Linked DNA regions of Anser cygnoides: region 2 is linked to region 1. Evidence: chromatin contacts called from public Hi-C data. All regions are on one chromosome and are shown on one strand. The core of a region is the stretch at or near the end of the contact, and the rest is flanking DNA. Distances in the headings are between cores, read along the strand shown.

Region 1 (4,737 bases), core at 378-2,877:
ATATTGTATGGATATGAAAATTCAGAAGTCTTGGTTTGAAAAAAATTACATTCCATTTTGGAATTTGTAATGGCTGGACAAAGGATGTTTGGACTAATTCATTATCGCTGATTTAGAATACCTGTGGAACAGCCAGTCTTCTGCTCGTTGTTAAATGTTTTGGACGCTGAACTTAGTGTGTTTCTTTTAGATTTGCTTTAAAAGTTTATTTTAAAATACTTTCACTTACTCTAATTCTCTTCTAGGTGTCACAGCAGCTATACTTATTTTTCCCAGCACAATAAGAATATTGATCCTGTTTGTCTTAAAAATGTTTGTACTTTACCAAAGGTTTTCATTTTTTAAAAAAATCTGACTATATTGGTGCAGTAAAAAAAAAAAAAAAAAAAAGAGCTGGATATGCTTCAGTCAATCAGACCATCTTATCAAGAGGAGTGTGTTACATCTTATTTAAGACAACTTCTTTAAATAAGTGGATTTGTCTGGCTGAAGTTACTCATTTTGCCTTATTTAACTGATGAAATTGTGACCTGTCTGCAATAAAACGTGCACTAATCTTACATCTATGCTATATCCTTTCCCCTATCCTGAAGCACATCTTTCTGCAGAAGTATCTCACCTCCTTGTTGAAACGAGACGTGTTTTTTTGGCAACTCTTCAACTACCTAAACATTTTGGTGATGCTTTTTTCTGTACCAGTAAAGACTTAGCACAGGTAACAGGCAGAAGAGTGAAAATTTCCTCCCCATACTGCCTTTATTAAAGGGTACTGCTACATGGATTTGTATGGGAACCAAGTAACTTGCTCTGCTCTTCATAGCATGATTTCTTCAGGTCTCTTGTCTTCTTTGAGTACCTCAGGTACCTCCAGAGCTTCAGAATAAGCTGAAGATAACACTGTCTTGATATGCTGCAGCGTCTTGCTTGGAAGAAGGCTCTGTGGCTGTCCAAATGAAGCAGACAAGGCCCTTCATCCTAGGAAGGGGGAAACACGAGTTGCATTTCACACCTCAGAGCTCTAAGGGGGACGAATAAAAGCATTTTACCCCAGCTTTCAGTCACAAGTTGAGAAGGGCAGATCATTGACAGAACCAACTTTGGAGCTAACACTTTGTACCATAACACTTAAGGCTTGCAAACTTAGTGCCCTCGCTTGCATCAGGTTAAAAAAAAAAAAAAAAGCTTTTATTTTTGCATGCACAATTCTGAAAAGTCCCGTATATATATATATACACACATACATTAGTTCTCTCTTTAGGATTAACTCCTTCCCCTTTTTGGTCTGTCACCTCCTCGCCCTGCCCACCGCCTGGTACTGCTGTACCTGGAGAAACCAGGTGGGAGAAGTTCAGGCAGAAATCGGGGAACCTCTGGGCGCAGTGGGAGGCGTCCCTGCCCATGGCAGGGGGTTGGAATTAGATGGTCTTTAAGGTCCCTTCCTGCCCAAACCATTCTGTGGTTCTAAGATTAAGCAAGCGGGTGGCTGAGGGCACACAGCCAAGAGCGAGGAGCGGGCTCACCCCCAGCGGGCACCCTCCGCCCCCCGCTGTGGTGAGGGCGGGCGGGCGGCGCCAGGCGCGGGCACGGCCCCCCGGGAGCGCGCCTGCGCCCGCCCTCACGTGATGGCGGCGCCTCCTCCCTCACGTAATGGCGGCGCCGGCTGACGGGCCGGGCGGCGGCGGCATGGCGGCCGCACCGGGGGACGGCGACGGGGCCGGGGCCGGGCCCTGCCCCAGCGGGGACAGCGGGGACAGCGGGCACGTCTCCCAGAGCCACAGCAACGCCTCCGGGCTCGGCGAGCAGGAGGACGAGGAGGGGGACGCCCTGGAGGCGTCGCTCAGCGCCACCGCCGCCGCGTACGCCGCCTACCTGCTCGTCGACCGCAGCGCCTTCAGCGAGCAGGTGAGCGGCCGCGACCCGCAGCGTCTTTATTTTATTTATTTATTTATTTATTTCTGTGGGGAGGCTCGACCCGTTGCGTCGTCCCAACGCCTCTTTTTTGCTTCTTTCTGGGCCAGGCGGGACGTAGCCGTGTGCCCGGCCACCCGCTCGCTTTTCTCGTACCGCCGCGGCGCTTAAAATGTGTTTTCGCAGGTGGAGAGCCTGGAGAAGAGCCTGGACGACCTGCTGACCAGGGTGGATGAGTTCGTGGGGATGCTGGACATGGTGCGTGTAAGCGGCGCGTCGGTCCGGTTTCGAAGTCGGTGTGTGTTTTGGTAGGGGGTTGCGCTGTGAAACGGGGCGGAGGGGGGCAGCGGGCTTTGGTCCTGGCCTGCGGGTTCCCGTACGATGATACGCTGAAAAGGAAACTCGTTTTGGTCGATAATTCATGGATGAGAACTACTGAGCTTCCATGATAATACGCTGGAGAGAGAACTCGTTCTGGTCAACAATTCATGGATGAAAACTACTGAGCTTCCACGTAGGAGCAAAGTGGTATTCACATATAGGTATAGAGCTGCATAATTGCATATGTATACGTTTGTACATGCCCATACATGGAATCTCATTTTTGGATAGCACAGACATTTAAAAGGATGATACGATATTCATCGCCCTTTAGTATACGTACAGACATCCTACGTGGTTTTAATGATTAAAGCATCTCGCTGGAATTGCCAGACTCCCAAAACTAGATAAGAGTTTAGGGCAGACCCGTTCTTACCATGTTGTCAGAAAGACAGCTTTGTTTTCACGTTCTCATGAGAGGAAAAGGGGGAACTCCATGAAACGCCCATGTAAGCGGTCATTGGTATACAGGCCACCTCTGAAAGCAAAGTACACTTGGTCCTGCAGCAGTAATCTAAGGGCAACCTAAGTGTGTTTTTTATTATATCAATAAAAGTCAGGCCACAAAATCTTGCTTTTTTTTTTTTTTTCAGTAAAGATGAGGAAATGCGCAAGTAGTAAAACTGAAGTCAGAACTTCAGTTTAATACGTTTGATTCTCCACTGTGTCTTATGTCTTAGTTCTGATAATGTTATAGCAGCCTGTTTTTAATACAACTATAAAATTAAATGTTAGCCTCTGCAAAATAAATTTTGTTCAAAGGTACTTGCTAAACTATACAAAGAAGCTAGTTAGTTAGTTTTGATTGAGTATTTTTAATCTATTAGTGTTAATTTGTGTAATTGGAACACAATTCTAGTTTCAGAAATGAAATCTAGTACTTAATATTTTGTTCTATTAATCTCTTTCTGTATTATCTGTTGGAATCATCTTTAGATTAGAAGCGATTCCTCCCAAGTCATCAATGAAAGCATACCCGAAATTTACGCAAAAGCTACAGAAATGAGACAGGTATACAAGAAGATTGACAACCTAGAGGTATGTGCTTGCCATCTTCTACATGCATTCTCTTTCTCAGCAGGGGGGAAGAATCAATGATACGCTATAATCGTGTGTGTGTGTGTGAACATGGAGTGGACTCAGATCCCTTTTGCTCTTCCGTGTCCAATCCAGATCTCTTACCTCAGCATTGACGAAGAGAACACAATTTATGAGGAATTTCCAGAGACTGCTGACAATCTAAAACAAAATGCCTTTTTGTTCCTAAAGCTACTGCTTGAAGCAAGGCAACTGTCCTCTTTTCAGAAAGCAATAGTTCCACTTTTTCTTCTTTTTGTTTTTTGATAGCGTCTTTCACGGTTACTCTCTTGAAAGCTATTTTTAGACTAAAAGAAGGAGGGAGCTATTGATTTCTGGTAAAGCTTCAAAATTCTAAGCGATCCAGATTCTTGATCCCACTTCTGGGTAGAAAGGCAGATAAAAATCTAAATCCTAATAAGTCTAAATTATTTATGTGAAAAACAAGTAGGAAGAGGAACAATAACTGTTTTGTTAGATTTAACCTGTTTTTGCAGGCTGCTGAGTGTCTCATAAATATTTTTTACCAATAAATTGGACTTGTAGGTGGAAGGAAATAAAGTATGGAGTTGTTTTGTTTTGTTTTTACTTCTCATTTTAGTAATAGTACTGTTACCGCTGTCGTGTAATACAAAATCCTGTTTCTATCTATTAGTGAAAAAGTTGTGCTTATTTATCTATTTATTTTCAAATAGGCTTTTGTGAAGATGATTGGAAACTGTGTGGCTGGAATGGAAGAACGGGTCATAAAAGCAGAAACGGACCTCGGAGCATTTCCAAGCACATTCAAGAAAATCTTGCACACAATCAGCATGCCATCCTTCCTTAACGTAAGTAAGCTTTTGTTATCATGTGTCCACCTTAGTTCTGTTTACCAGAGAGGATTATTAAAATAACAGTAAATTTGTTACACATATAACTGTATTTAAATGTAAACCTTACGTAAGTTATTAACACTATTGTGAAGTTCTCAGACTTAATTTAAAAAAAAAAACACCACACTCAAAAATCACAAATTCTTACAAGGATTTGAGTTGCATTCCAAAGTTAGTTTGTGTCTGTGTAGAAGGGAATGTGAAGGGCACAAAACAAGTAAAGAATGAACAAGCCTTTATTAAAGCATATCTGATAGTATGGAAAGCAACTAGGAAGAGCGTGTACAGACTGCTAGAGGAGTATACTGCATTAATATAATCACTGACAAAATATTATATTTAAAAAAAAGGAAGCAAAAAATGTGCTACACAATATTTTTTTAAAATAAAGGTTCTATTTATGTATAATCTATGCAGTTCAGTAATTGTGTTACCACCTTCTTAAAACTCGGTAAAAGGGGTGTGATTTTCTCTACCTTTCCTCGTGACTATGTGT
Region 2 (5,511 bases), core at 2,357-4,856, 460 kb before region 1:
GGTTCATTTTTAAATCTTAAAGCAGCAGGCAAATGGTGTTTTTTTCCAGGTAAATACATCACTGAGATTAGGACCTAACTGTCCTTTATGGGATTTCTTAGCAACTCACACAGTACTAAGGAAAAAATCAGAAGGTGAGATGTAGATTTTTTCTTTTAATCTTTCCCCTCGGATTGATCACTATTAACAGGACAATCTCACAGAAAGAAACTGCAAACTCTCTGGAAAGATTTCATTTACAGCAGCGGCCATTATAGAAAACCTGCTTTGCCAGGATGCAGGGAAACCTAGGGAAAAGAAGACAGGTCACGCACTCGTGAGTTAACACCCAAAACACCCGTAAACACGAGGTAACGCCACAGAACCGGCACTGCGAGGGTGGGGAAGCGCTGGTCAAAGCGGGGCCACGCTGCCACCTAGTGTCACCCAGGGGATGGATGGCAGGGGAGCTTTCCACGGGCACGCTGAGGCACACCGGCAGGCCGGGGGCAGGAGCGCTGCGTGCTCAGTCCGCTCAGGATGCCCACGGTTTTTGTGTTTTTTTCTTCCGAGCTTTCTGGGGAGTTCTGAGGAATCCCCAAAAGATGCCAAGTTGGGAGCCAAGTCTCGCAGAAGACGACAGCTGAGCAAGGTGTTGGGTAAGAGCAGCGAATAATTCACTGCAGCCCAGGATTTCTCAGCTTTTCTTTTCACCCCCTAAAATAAACGGCACTTTTATTGGACAGAAGAGACAGGAGAAGGGAAGCAAGGCAACCCGAGAGCCACAGTTCCTGTTTGCTGATTCAAAGATCCAAAACCCAGCCTCAGGGCTTCACTCCTACTTTCTGGCTTGCACCCAGAGCAGGACTGAGATAAGATGTTCACATGCTTCAGAGGCGCAGCGCTGCACTGGGTCTCCTGAACCCTCCCCGCAGTAGTTCTCTGCATCTAGAACAGTCGCAGTAGTTGTTTATATTAAATACATTAAATACATAGGAAAGCATTTATGATATTTATGTAATAAGGAAATTTACGTGATACAAAATAACAATTTAATTTACCTGCGTTAAATGTAGCGGGTAGAAATAGAAAGAGTATTTAAGTACCCCAGAGCTTGCTAATTCTGTGGATTAAAAGAAAGGCCTTGACAAAAGGCACAATACGACTGTCAAATAAAATACCATTTTGCCAGTACTTGATTCAGACAGCTAAGTCCAAACCTTCCAGTGAGCTCTGCTGTACAATGCTTAGGAAGTTTCCACACACATTATGTGCTGTAAGAACCGATAACATTTATCAACAGCAGTACAGTATAAAAGCCCTAAAAAGTACACATTCTCCGCTGCCGCGAACAATCTAACAAATTGGCTGAGCTCTATGGGAAACCTCAGCGTGTTTGCTCAGGCTCACTTGAAGTGCAAATAGTCATGAGTATTCATCACACCGAGTTATATTTTTTATGAAACAAACAAGTTGAACTGGCAGAATATTGCACTCAATCTGAAGAAAGGTATATTCTGCTAGTCTTGGACTTGACAGATTTTTTTAGGTAAAAACCCCTAATTAAATGTAACTTTCAGTCACAAAAATGGGAATTATTACCAAAAAAAAAAAAAAAAAGCAACCTGAAACCTTTTTGTGAGATTTGTTTTTATATATAATTATGCTGGTTCCCACAGTTAGACTATGAATAAGCTTCTAATAATAAGCTCTCGGTGTTCTTTCTGACATGGTGAAGGGATTCTTTACAAAGCTTTCAAACTGAAGAAACTGAACAGAAGGAAAACTCTTGAGACACAGCGGTTCATTACAGGACGTGTTCTTCAGCTGGATAAATTGAAGGAGTGGCACCTTTGTAAAAAAACTCCAGATCATATGCCTCCAGCAAGGAACAGATTAAAAGGACAAACAAACAGAACTGTCACATCAGAACCATCGCCCACTACCTTGGCCCTTTCCAATTATCAACATTTCCAAAAGCAGTTCTTCCACTTCTGAGCTGTAAGTTTACCTGAAAAGCTTTTTATAAATTAAAATTGAATTTTGAAAAGGCAATCTTTAAGTAGGTTTCACTTGAGAACGTTAGCATTACATATATTGTATCGCGGCCATAAAATCGCTTTGTAAAATAGTATTGCCTTTCATGAATATAAATCTATGCATGCATATAATTTTAAAAATGTATATAATGCAGTTCATGCTGTGTATTTTATTAAAAATGCTGAATATTTATATTGTTAGATAACAATATTTTATGTTGTATTTATATTTCATATATTAAAATCATTTCTATTTTTTTTATGTGTACTTTACCCATAACCACATCCTTCTGAAAGGAGATTTAATGCTGGAAAGAATTATGTCAATCTTTAATCAGAGTTTAGTATATCTGCTAGTGTTTTGGAATATGGAAATTTAAAAATTTATTCTAAAATCAACAAGATTTAAATTAAAGCATGAACACTTTTTTTACAACTATAACAAAGCAATAGTAATTTAGATAGACATTTCTTCATGTATTGTTTCTGTTTTCTTCATAAAGCTTACTTTATTTAAAGACAAAGCTTACTGAGGTGACAGTTTGCTGATGGCACTACATTATTCAAGATAATAGGAATAGGGCTGAGTGAAAAAATGCAGAAGGGTGTTACGGAATTTTGTGACAGGATACAACAGCCAGTGAAGTTCATAGTAAATAAATGTAAATGAAGATACATAGGGGGAATAAATCTTAATTTTACTTGTTGGATAACATGCTTTGAAGTGAACATAATTACAGAATAAGATCTCAGAGTTATGACAGACATTTCCACAAAAATACCAGACCAATGTTCTGCAGTGGTTAAAAAGGCAAAGGTTAAAAAATGTCATGTAGCTCCCAGAAGAGCAGAAAGATGGAACAGGAATGATGGAGCAGACCTCGGAGAAAGAACTGGAAGGGGATCTGTGAAAGGAGAAGGTAGATGAGGGCTGGTTGTTTGTTATCATTTCCAGTTCAAGGCCTGGGGACATCAAGTGAAGCTATGGGAACCGGGCGCAAAAGAACAAAAAAAGGCGGGGGCTCTTCAGACAATGGCTGTTTGAGCTCTGGAACCACTTTGCCAGAGGATGTTGTGGACAATTAGAGTTTAAATGGGTCACCGGGAGACTGAGCAAGTTTATGCAAGAGAGATCAGCTTTATTTCCTTGTACTTGTTTACAGATTTCTTAATTCATTTTTTATATTTTTTTTCAGACCACGACTCTCAAGACATCCTCGTGTCATACAGTTTATTTCCAAACCGAAGACTGACGGTGGTATGCTAAATTAATACTTCAGCCTGTAATTATAATAATTCCTAATAGCTTCATAATACTGCCTGGAAAAAACATTGACGGCTTTCCAAGGCTAGCGGCGAGACCTTGATTCCGAGGAGTGTGACCTTCACTCTGCGGATGCTTACTGGCAAGTCAGCAGAAGATAACCTTAGGATAAACAAAACGCCTCAGGCGGGCGGCAGCGGTTCCCTCACGACACACCCACCCCGCCACCACAGGGGCCCCGGCGCCGCCGGCGGGAGGGGCGTGGCTCCGCCGGCGAGGCGGGGAAAAGGGGGGGCCAGCGCGGCCTGCGATTGGCTCGGGGTCACGTGACGGGAGGGGAGGCGGGAACCCGCGGCGCCGCAGCCGCGCCGCTTTATAGGGTGCGGCCCGCTGCGGGGAGCGCGCGGGTATTGCTGCTGGCGGGGAGCGGGCGCCGGGCGGGTGAGGGGGCGCGCGCGCGGGGGGCTGCAGCCATTGGGCACGCGCCGCGCTTGCACTGGGGCCGTTAGGGACGGGCCGCGGGCGGGCGGCAGCGTTGCGGCGTTCGGGGCTTGGCGGGCTGCGGGCTCGGCTCCCCATTGGCTGCGCGGCGGCGGGGGGCGGGGCCGTGGAGTCGGGGGGGGGGGGCGGGCGCTGCGCTGCGCTCCCGCCATTTTGGGTGTGCGGCTCCCTGAGGGGCAGGGTGGGCGGGCAGCGGCATGGGGGTGGGGGGGTGTCCCGCTCCCAAGTGCCCTCCTCAGCCGGCTGTGGGCCGCCGGGGCTCGGTAACCGTGTGAGCTGTGCGGGGTTTCAGTGCTGTGGTAAGGGGCTATGAGGCGATGTGGCGGTGTTACGCTGTTTCTGAGGTGGTGTTGCGGTACTCCGGTGTTTCTGAAGCACAGTTGCAGCCAAACGTGCTCATCTCTATATCTGTTTATTTATTTTTTTTTCCTCTGTAGTGATCCTATGAATTCCAAAATGAAACAAAAGTTGAACGCGGAGAAGTCATCGGGATCTTTGCAGGTATAAGCTCTGACGTGTTGCAACTGAGGTACAGAGGCAGATAAAGAATAGAAAATACATGCTGAAATTTGTCAAGGCTGCCCGCATAAAGATGAAATTCATCAAGGTTGCCCAGAACATACTACTTGCCCTGTTCAGGCACTGTACAGGCCAGTGTCTGGGAAGCGGCCTGTCAGTCTGACACGAGCTTTGTATCCGAATGCAGAGGAATCTGTTGCAGTGTGTTCCCACCTGATTTACCTCCTGTTGGCTTGGGTAATGTCCTGGTGTGAAGTGTGTTGGCTTGGGAACGCTGTGTCCTGCTCGGGCATATGTGTTCGTGGCTACTTTTTTAAATGCTCAACAAGCTGTTTTAATTTGACATTGAGGTAGCTTGCTATCTGTCCATGTGACTTTTAGATGCCAGCTACCTGTTGTATTTCAAGTACCGAATCAGTCTAGCTGCTAGGACTCTGCAAAGTAAGCTTTATAACCTTTACCCTTTATTGGGAGGAACTTTTAGAACTAAATCCATCTTGACCTGAGCATGCTTTTAACTGAAGTATGTAAGTAGGTTTCTTTCCAAGCCAGCTTAAAGAACTATAGTTGCCTTGGAATTGATGTTTCCACTAACTTTCTTTTTTTAAGAGATAACTGATTAGAAGTTACCCAAGTTTATAATTCACTTACTCTTGGTACAAGACTATTTTGTGGCTAAATGTAGACCCTAATTGGAGTTGTACAAATGCAATATAAAATAGTCTAATAGCCTCTATCATGAGGGTAGAGAGACTGTAATGAGAATTTATGGTATTAATGACAGCAGCCATTTGATAGGTCAGGCTTCTTGTAATTTCACATAAATACTTATGTGCCATGGGTTAACTCAGGTATTGGTCAATAGTTCTTTGGCGGAGTATACTTAACTCTAATCCTCAATAGCAGCAAGCAGTGTCTGACACACGGCGTGATTCCTGTTCCCACAGTAGTTAGTGTTTGTCCTGCAGTTCAACAGCAGGGTAATTGGTGGCAGAAACTACCGTGGGAAAGGCGAACTCTTGTCATACGAAGTACAGTGTGAATCAGTAACTTTCTCACGCTGGTGTGGCATTGTATTCTGGCTGTTTTTGCTTGGTTGTCTGCCATTGTTTGCTATCCCATGGTGGCCATGTAACCAACCCAATCAGAAATCTTTAATGCAGGAAATAGGTATTTATGCATGACAAGAAAGGTGATAAACATACTGTT

Evidence for each region. Hi-C and Micro-C count contacts between places; a contact is called where the count stands out from the background.
Region 2: a contact with region 1 is called in a Hi-C map of granulosa cells, with 1.6 times the contacts expected there. The contact joins the promoter of GMNN here to the promoter of BLOC1S4 in region 1. A contact is called at or near these places in 2 of 7 Hi-C or Micro-C datasets (granulosa cells and liver).

The regions. Positions count from the first base shown.
Region 1 is chr2:99,771,726-99,776,462 of Taihu_goose_T2T_genome, reverse strand. It overlaps BLOC1S4 (biogenesis of lysosomal organelles complex 1 subunit 4), which reads left to right and starts at 1,627. Exons shown (of 6, transcript XR_007166882.2): 1 at 1,627-1,902; 2 at 2,095-2,166; 3 at 3,226-3,327; 4 at 4,062-4,196. PARD6G (par-6 family cell polarity regulator gamma) reads left to right here. Exons shown (of 3, transcript XM_048073542.2): 3 at 1-560. It overlaps LOC125183969 (a long non-coding RNA gene), which reads right to left and starts at 1,566. Exons shown (of 2, transcript XR_007166883.2): 1 at 1,325-1,566; 2 at 370-975.
Region 2 is chr2:100,234,577-100,240,087 of Taihu_goose_T2T_genome, reverse strand. GMNN (geminin DNA replication inhibitor) reads left to right here and starts at 3,606. Exons shown (of 7, transcript XM_066992712.1): 1 at 3,606-3,662; 2 at 4,221-4,284. The coding sequence starts at 4,228.